2 separate regions of the Arabidopsis thaliana genome follow, and region 2 is linked to region 1. The links are chromatin contacts, called in public capture Hi-C maps. All regions are on one chromosome and are shown on one strand. The core of a region is the stretch at or near the end of the contact, and the rest is flanking DNA. Distances in the headings are between cores, read along the strand shown. Region 1 holds the start of AT3G30580. Region 2 holds the start of GDU6 (glutamine dumper 6).

Evidence for each region. Capture Hi-C pulls out chosen DNA fragments and counts their contacts.
Region 2: a capture Hi-C map of seedling shows a contact between it and region 1, with 1.9 times the contacts expected there. A contact is called at or near these places in 1 of 26 Hi-C or Micro-C datasets (callus) and 1 of 3 other capture datasets (seedling).

What each region holds. Positions count from the first base shown.
Region 1 is chr3:12,165,915-12,169,745 of TAIR10.1, forward strand. AT3G30580 reads right to left here and starts at 2,267. Exons shown (of 1, transcript NM_113959.2): 1 at 1,663-2,267. The coding sequence starts at 2,239. The coding sequence ends at 1,853.
Region 2 is chr3:12,350,626-12,354,484 of TAIR10.1, forward strand. GDU6 (glutamine dumper 6) reads left to right here and starts at 1,847. Exons shown (of 1, transcript NM_180319.2): 1 at 1,847-2,408. The coding sequence starts at 1,884. The coding sequence ends at 2,219. It also overlaps the pseudogene AT3G30724.

The DNA of each region.
Region 1 (3,831 bases), core at 1,017-3,516:
CAAAATCCAACTTAAAATCTACTATTATTGAAAATAATTTATGGATTTTGATTTTAATGATTTTGGAGGATTTAAGGGGATTTGAGAGGATTTCCTTAGTTAAAAATACAGAAATCTAAATCTCATGGTTTAAGGTGAAATTTGAATGGATTTTACAAAAATTATATAAACTTCCTTAAAATCATCCAAATCATTTAAAAACTCAAGAAAACTCAAATCACTTTAAATTCTAATTTGAATACATCCCCCTAAGTGCTTTGAGGACATGATCAAAATCACTAAGAGCTTCCTTTTGTGAAGCATTTATGTTTAGGTTAAATGTTATTCTTTCATTTAGGCGGTCTACCATTTAAAACCGACCTGTTTGCCAGTTCGTTCAGCATAATTTGATCTCTACCTCGATTTTACCTTGGTCATTGTCTATATCAAATTACTTTATATAAAATCTAAACACGGAGAGAAGAGAAAAAAGGAAAAACGACAAGAAAAAAATATTAATATGCATGTTTGATAAAATATAATTTGCATAAAGTTTTTAAACTTTTAAACAAAATAAGCTTAACTCACATTAATTTAGGGCATCTAGTCTGTAAAGAACTCACTAATCTTTGATTATATGGGAATTTTTTGGTAAAGCTTTCATTTCAATATTTACTTTTCCGTTTTGGATTAGTCACTAACAAATCTTGCTGGTTTGTCGTTTTTCATCTAGTCCATGCGTAAGTGGAAAAGACAAACCAGCAAAACGACTAAACGAGACATCGTTAGAGAATTAATACAAGGTCCATGGGCTTAACTTTTAAAACCTTTTGTGTTCTGCTTTTCGGTTATATCTCAAACGAACTTGCTCGGAGAACTGTTTTGGGCCTTCATATACGACAATTATCTGGATATAAATAAAATACTTCAAATTTGTTACACCACTTAATACTTTTAATATCTAGGTTGTACATGATATATGAAAATGTATATTAGAATTATGGGTGTGAGTAATTTATCTACGTTATTTCTTGCAGATAAGCAAAAACCAACAAAATTGTGAAAATTCAAACAAAAACTAATTATTTTCTGTGAAAGAGTTCCCATGTTGCTGTCATGTGTGTCTGATCCATTTCCCTCTTTACAGCCAAAATAAACAAACAAACAAAACAATTTCATCATAAAATTTTAAGACAATTTGATCAAACACATTGAAAATCACAATGTGACCAATAATGGAGAAGTTGTCTCGAAGGAGACGTTTCATCAGTCATCACACATGCCATGATAGACCTATTTTCATTTACACCACTTTGATTCATGACAGCATTCAGTAGTACATTTCTTTTTATATAACCACAAAAATCCAAGCATACAATACATAAATCGTTCAAGTTTAAGAAAATACTAATAATAATAATAAAAGAAACCACTCATTGATGTGCAATTAGTAAAATCAACCTTTCCCAAGCGTGGTTTTTTGTTTGAACTCAAACTTTATATGAATAAATTCTTCCTTTTTTGTTGTAATGAATTTCTTCTGTACGGAATTCATTTCCTATTTTTACAGTGGTATGAGAGTAGCGTCCAACGTAACTTAAATAAAAAAGTTTTTAATGTAAACATAGTTTTAGTATGCCAATAATCACCGAAGCATGCATGTAGCTAAGTAGATAATGGGAAATGATTTCTTATAGATGGACAATAATAATCGAGAACATAATTAGAGAAAAATACATATGTTAATCTTCATGTTGAAAAACAAAACCATTAAAATAATCAAACACCCTTTGCTCGAGGCATAAAAAAACCTCAACACAAAAAGGAAAGAAAACTATAATCAAATCCAACATATACAATCAACTTCAAAAAATTACTTCTTTTTATGAGACCTACTCTTGTTTTCACTCTTTTTCTTCTCTTTTTTCCTAGATATAAGATTACCAATATTCTTATCATCTATACGATGACTATAAACATCATTACTTTCACCTTTCCCATTCCTTAGAGCGAGACCTTCTCTACGTTTACCTCTATTGCTCGTTTGGTGATAACTTGGCCCGGAAGAAGCATCGGAAGCCATCGAATCATCGCTGTCTTTGTTGATTTCGTATTCATTCGCATATTTTCTACGATCTTTTTCGATGATATGCCCTTCATAATAGACCTCATCAATCACCTCTTCCTCTTCTTCCTCCATACGCGAAGAAATATACGTGGTCCATCCGGACTCGCTGCTGCTACATTCTTCTCTCTCCATGGATGACTCAAGAACCCTAATCTTGAGAGAGAGAGAGAGAGAGAGAGAGAGAGAGAGAGAGAGAGAGAGAGAGAGAGAGAGTGAGAGAGAGAGAGAGAGTTTAAGTTGTAGTGTTTTTGCTTGTATAATGGAATGTATATATAAGTGTCCCATAAATAATATGTAATTGCATGTGCGTGGAAGAAGACTCGTGTGTTTTCATTTGTTTAATACGCTAAGGACAGCTTATGTCTAACGTATAAAGTTATTTCCGACATAACTCGAAGAAGAATAGCTGTTTTTTATGAAAAAGGGTTTGTCTTCTATAAGTTATGATTTATGTGTAGTCTTAGTCTTCGTAATAGTGTGAGCATGTTGAAAAATAAATGCTAATTAATATAATTAATGTGTTTCGGTTAGAGAAAGTGAAGTGGTTTAAGTTCACATTGTGGCATGAGGGAAATGTATCTTTACACTAAGAATTCTCTGTAATGAAACCAAACACGCATGCATCTTTATGGAGATTGGATGTTTGATTCAAATCAAACCATGTTGTCGAACATGTTAGGATCATGCATGCCCCCTCTTATTTTTCTCTTTTTATTCTCATCAGATTCGTATATATAGTGTATAACCAATTATTGATAAGTTTGATAAAATATTTATATCATATTTTTGTGGAGAAGTGTTTTATATCATATGCTCTCAAAACCGTTTTAGTGGAACAATGGGTGTTTTTTTCTTTAAATTATGGGGGAATGCAAAATTAAAAGTGGTTCTTTCTTTAAATTATCAAACAAGTATATCTTAATTTTTCTTATAAGGACTTTTGTTTTATTTTCTGGAATTGCATTGTTCTATCTTTGCAAATTATATTTATAGTTCATGATTAATATTTAATAAAATTTCTTCGCTGGGTTTTAGATGAATTCTTCACAGACCTGGTGAAAATGGTGTATTCCCTAACCGAATGGTCAGCGTTTTCAACATATTTGGAGGAGTTTTTGATCGACAAGAAAAAATTCACTATATTTTCTTTATCTTTAATATCTTGTACTGCAAATGTCAAGGTGGATTATTTGGCACGAAAAAATCATGTTGAACCGCTACATGTTACTTATGTAAACATTTTTCCGTATTTTTAGCTTGTCTGAGCCTTAAATAATATCTCATGACAGAATAAAAATAAAAATTAATGAGTGTTTGTGTAAATGACAATACCTAAATCGAACAATTGAGATTAGTTTTTATAAAGACATGAGGTCACATAAAGCTAAAGAAACACAATTGAAGATAGTTAAACACTACAGCACAATCTTTGTAAATGATTATAGGTTTACCGGGTAGAACACAAATTCGTCTCGCCAAGGAGAGAAGCACACGTTTTGATCAATTTGTAAATTTATGGACATTATATGCGAAGTGGAATTTTAACTTCGATGAGTTCAATGTTAATTCGTTTTACTTTGATGTGAATATCGCCTAAAGTCCTAAACTATTGTCATGTTGTATATATACATATATTTAATAAATTTAAAATTTATCCAACTCAAGTTCCTTTGAATTTTCATTAGAGCTTTACCACATAGCAAAATTTTCCTCGATGCAAACTA
Region 2 (3,859 bases), core at 597-3,096, 180 kb after region 1:
AAACTTTTGTTTAGTAAAAACATGTTTTTGAGCTGCTTGAACGTATGACTTTTTGACTGTTGGACCCACCACCCTTTGAGTCTACGGAGATTCTCGTTGGCTAGATGCATGCCTCCATTGTGAAGTTTGATCATTGAGATCGATGGCCATGTTCTTTGAGATCCTCCTTCTGACTTACCTGAATCCATGTAGTTTGTATGCCTTTAACCTCTGTCGCCGGAGCTTCCTCCAGCTGCTCTGGAGAAGCCGACAGCTGCAGCATACATGCTGAAACTACAAAAACCCTAATCGAGTTAAGCTTTGTTCATCTTTCCACGTCTACAAAGCTTTTCAGTCTTACTAATCGAGTTAACAATATCATATTTGGGTTCAGACTTTCGGGTGACAAGTAATAGTATAACAAACAAAACCAAACCAAACCGTTTGGTTTGAGACAAAGGTTAACAAAACGATTGAACATATATTTTTTGGTTGGTTCATTTCCCTACTTTTAATAAAAATTAAATGACAGTCCCATTCACGACTTCCCTTTTGTGGACAAAAGCAAATATGAAATTTACTCGATGCTTCTATGTCCCGCTTAAAAAATGAACATAACTAAATGAAATCAAAGTCCCTAAATCCCAAAAGTTATAAAGACGACATTGCATGTTTTCTGTTTTTACTCAAACTACCAAACATAATGTCGTTTGGTTCCGTTGAATCATATGAATTAACGGTTGACTAACATCTGTTATATAAACTTATTTTTACACATAATTTAAAAAGTTAAGAAATCTATTTTTTAAAATTAGTCGTTAAGATAAAAAAGACATCAAATATTTTAGGGGAATTGACAAAAATAGCAATGAACAAGTTTTTCTTTCAGAAATAGAATATCTTTTGAAAACTTCCACAAAGAGCACTATTAACTTTAATTAAATATTAAATATAAAATAACTAATTTAATTAAAATAAATAAATAAAAGAAAATATTTCCCCCGCAAAAAAAAAATTGTCAAATTTTCTCACCAAAAAATTTAGGAAGGTAACTACGAAATTCGGGAAGGATTTCACAAAATTTAGGAAAGATTCTACAAAATTCAGGAAAGATTTTAGAAAATTCAGAAAAGGCTACACAAAAATAAAAATTATGAATATTGTGAAAACCTTCCTTAATTGCTTAGAATCTTTCCTAATTTTGTAAATCATGAATTTTTTTTTTTTGGTGGAAAAAGTTTGACAAAAAAAATTTCCCCGAAAACATTTTGGCGGGAAAGTTTTTTTGGAAATTCTTTTTTGATAAAGATACTTTATTATCTAATTTTATTTTTTGGCACTACAACTAAATAGTGTAGAAGTAATAATGTTTTTTTCGCTAAATACCTTTAACATTTACAAGTTTTTTTTATATATTTAGAACTAATGCTAAGCTTTACTTTAAGATATTGGAAATAATTATTTTTCATAATGTTTTAAACTCAAAACATTCATATATACCTAAATGAACTTTCACATATTTATGTTAATTTATAATAACGAAAAAATAACATTTGCATGCATGTATACCGTTTTTATATCTTGGTTCATGCACACCATTGTTTCCATTTCCAAGTGTCGGAAAAAATAAGTAAGAAGAACTAATGTAATGTCGTCATGACATGACACATGAACAATAAACAACAACAGATATAGTTAATAAAAGAAAAGAATATCTGAACGCACAAGGAATCTTCCTACTTCACTTTAAACTAAAATACGCCTACACTTCTTAGTGATCAATTAATTTAAAAATTATATATCAATTTTGTACAAACCTTCTACTATAAATTCCTTAATGCCCATAACTAAAATTCCATAGCTGCACTTACAACACAAGAAAAAAGAGACTACTAAAAATCATAATGAGGCCGACACCAAAAGTAGAAATCTGGAAGTCACCAGTACCATATCTCTTTGGTGGTCTCTTTTTGCTTGTTTTGCTTATAGCTTTGGCATTACTCTCATTGGTCTGCACACACCAAAAACCTTCTTCCTCTAGCAATAACAATCATATGGATGAAGAAGACGATGTCGGTGACAAGGACGCTAAGCCTATTACAAGAGAGTACTTACCTAAGATCGTGGTGATTTTGGCCGGAGACAATAAACCTACTTGCTTGGCTGTTCCGGTCGTGGTTCCTCCACCCACTTCCATTTTTCGTTGTAACTGTGACAATGTTACTGTCATCTCAACCTAACCATTAACATCTTTTTCTTCTTTTGCCGACAGAAAGATTAAGAGATTTCGACTTTTGTAATAATCAGCGGCAATTTTGTAACAGTCGATAATTTTTGTGGCAATGTTAGTATAGATTAAGTTTTGTGTTATTGCTTTTGTTTGTTGAGTTTGTTTTTGGAACAGCTTATGAATTATTGTTCTCTTTTTTTAGTACAATGTTTAAATTTAAAGATATATTAATTTGTCATACGAATTTTATTTTTCAAACATCATTTTTAGATCTTTACTTACAAAGTAGATGAGCATACTTTTTTTTTTTTTTGTCAACCGATATAAATTAGAACTCAAAAGAGTCAATCTCGAGGGATATTGTTTACATACGTGACATGATGCGGTACGGTACGAATCTTTCGTGCCAACTTATCCGCTTTTACATTTGCACTACGAGAAATTAAAGATAAAGAGAAATTTGTGAATTCTTCCCTATCACTTTGCAACTCCTCCAAATACACTGAAAACGCCGGCCATTCGGTTGGAGAAGACACCATCTTCACCAAGTCTGAACAGTTTGTAAAGAAAGCTAAGTAGATGAGCATACTTTGGGTTCGGAAATTGCAAATCTTTGATAAAAATTTTTAACTCATCGTAGAATGATTATATTGAAACGTCATCAATATCACTATGGAATTAATGTACCGATTGAAAAAATTATTATTAACAATATTTAGGGTTTGAACATGATAAATAATTCACAACAACAATACTAGTATACTCTAATTAATAGTAGAAGTAATGTGCATTAATAATGATAAAAGTATGTAAAATTTTAATGTGGGCTTTTCTAATTTCATTCACATAATGATAACTTTCACATTGATTGGCAGCTATTGGTGGACGCCGCGGCTTGAAAACGCAAAGAATTGGACGGTCCAAAGTGTGATCTTTTACTTTTGGACTATGTGGCTCTCAAGTGGTCGCCATCTTTTCTCGTGTGATCACTTTATTTGTGCGCTTATGCATATATACTAGATTTTAAAATAAAATATTTAATTTGTTTAATAAATTAAAAATAAATATAATTTATGTTTTATATTATCTAAATATACAATTTTTATATTTATATATATTTTTACTATAAAATTGCTATGTTTGATTTTTACTGTTTAAAAATATTAGAATAATAACATACTGTTTATTAAGTTAAAATCTAAATTATAAAAATAATTTAAATTTAAATTATTTTATTTTTTGATATTCTTTATTTTGTTTAGGGTTTAAGATAATATAATTTTATTTTGATTGTTATATCTAAAATTTTACCTGTGATATACCGTCTCGTATTACTATTCACTCAAACCCGTCCTACCATCTAATCTCGTTCAGTGAAATTAAACAATCTAATTAATTTCACCTGTAGTATATTCTCTCGTATTACTATCGACCCAAACCTGTCATACCATTTAACCCCCGTTCAATGAAATTAAACATTATTTTGTTATTTTTCTTTTAATAATATTTTAATTTAAAAGATATATAATTCAAATCAATCTAAAAATATATAATTCAAAATTCTCATATTATAGACATGTGAATGAAACCGTGCAAATTTTTGAAGAGATTTTTAGAAACGTTTGTTGAGCGCAATATAAAATATTTAAA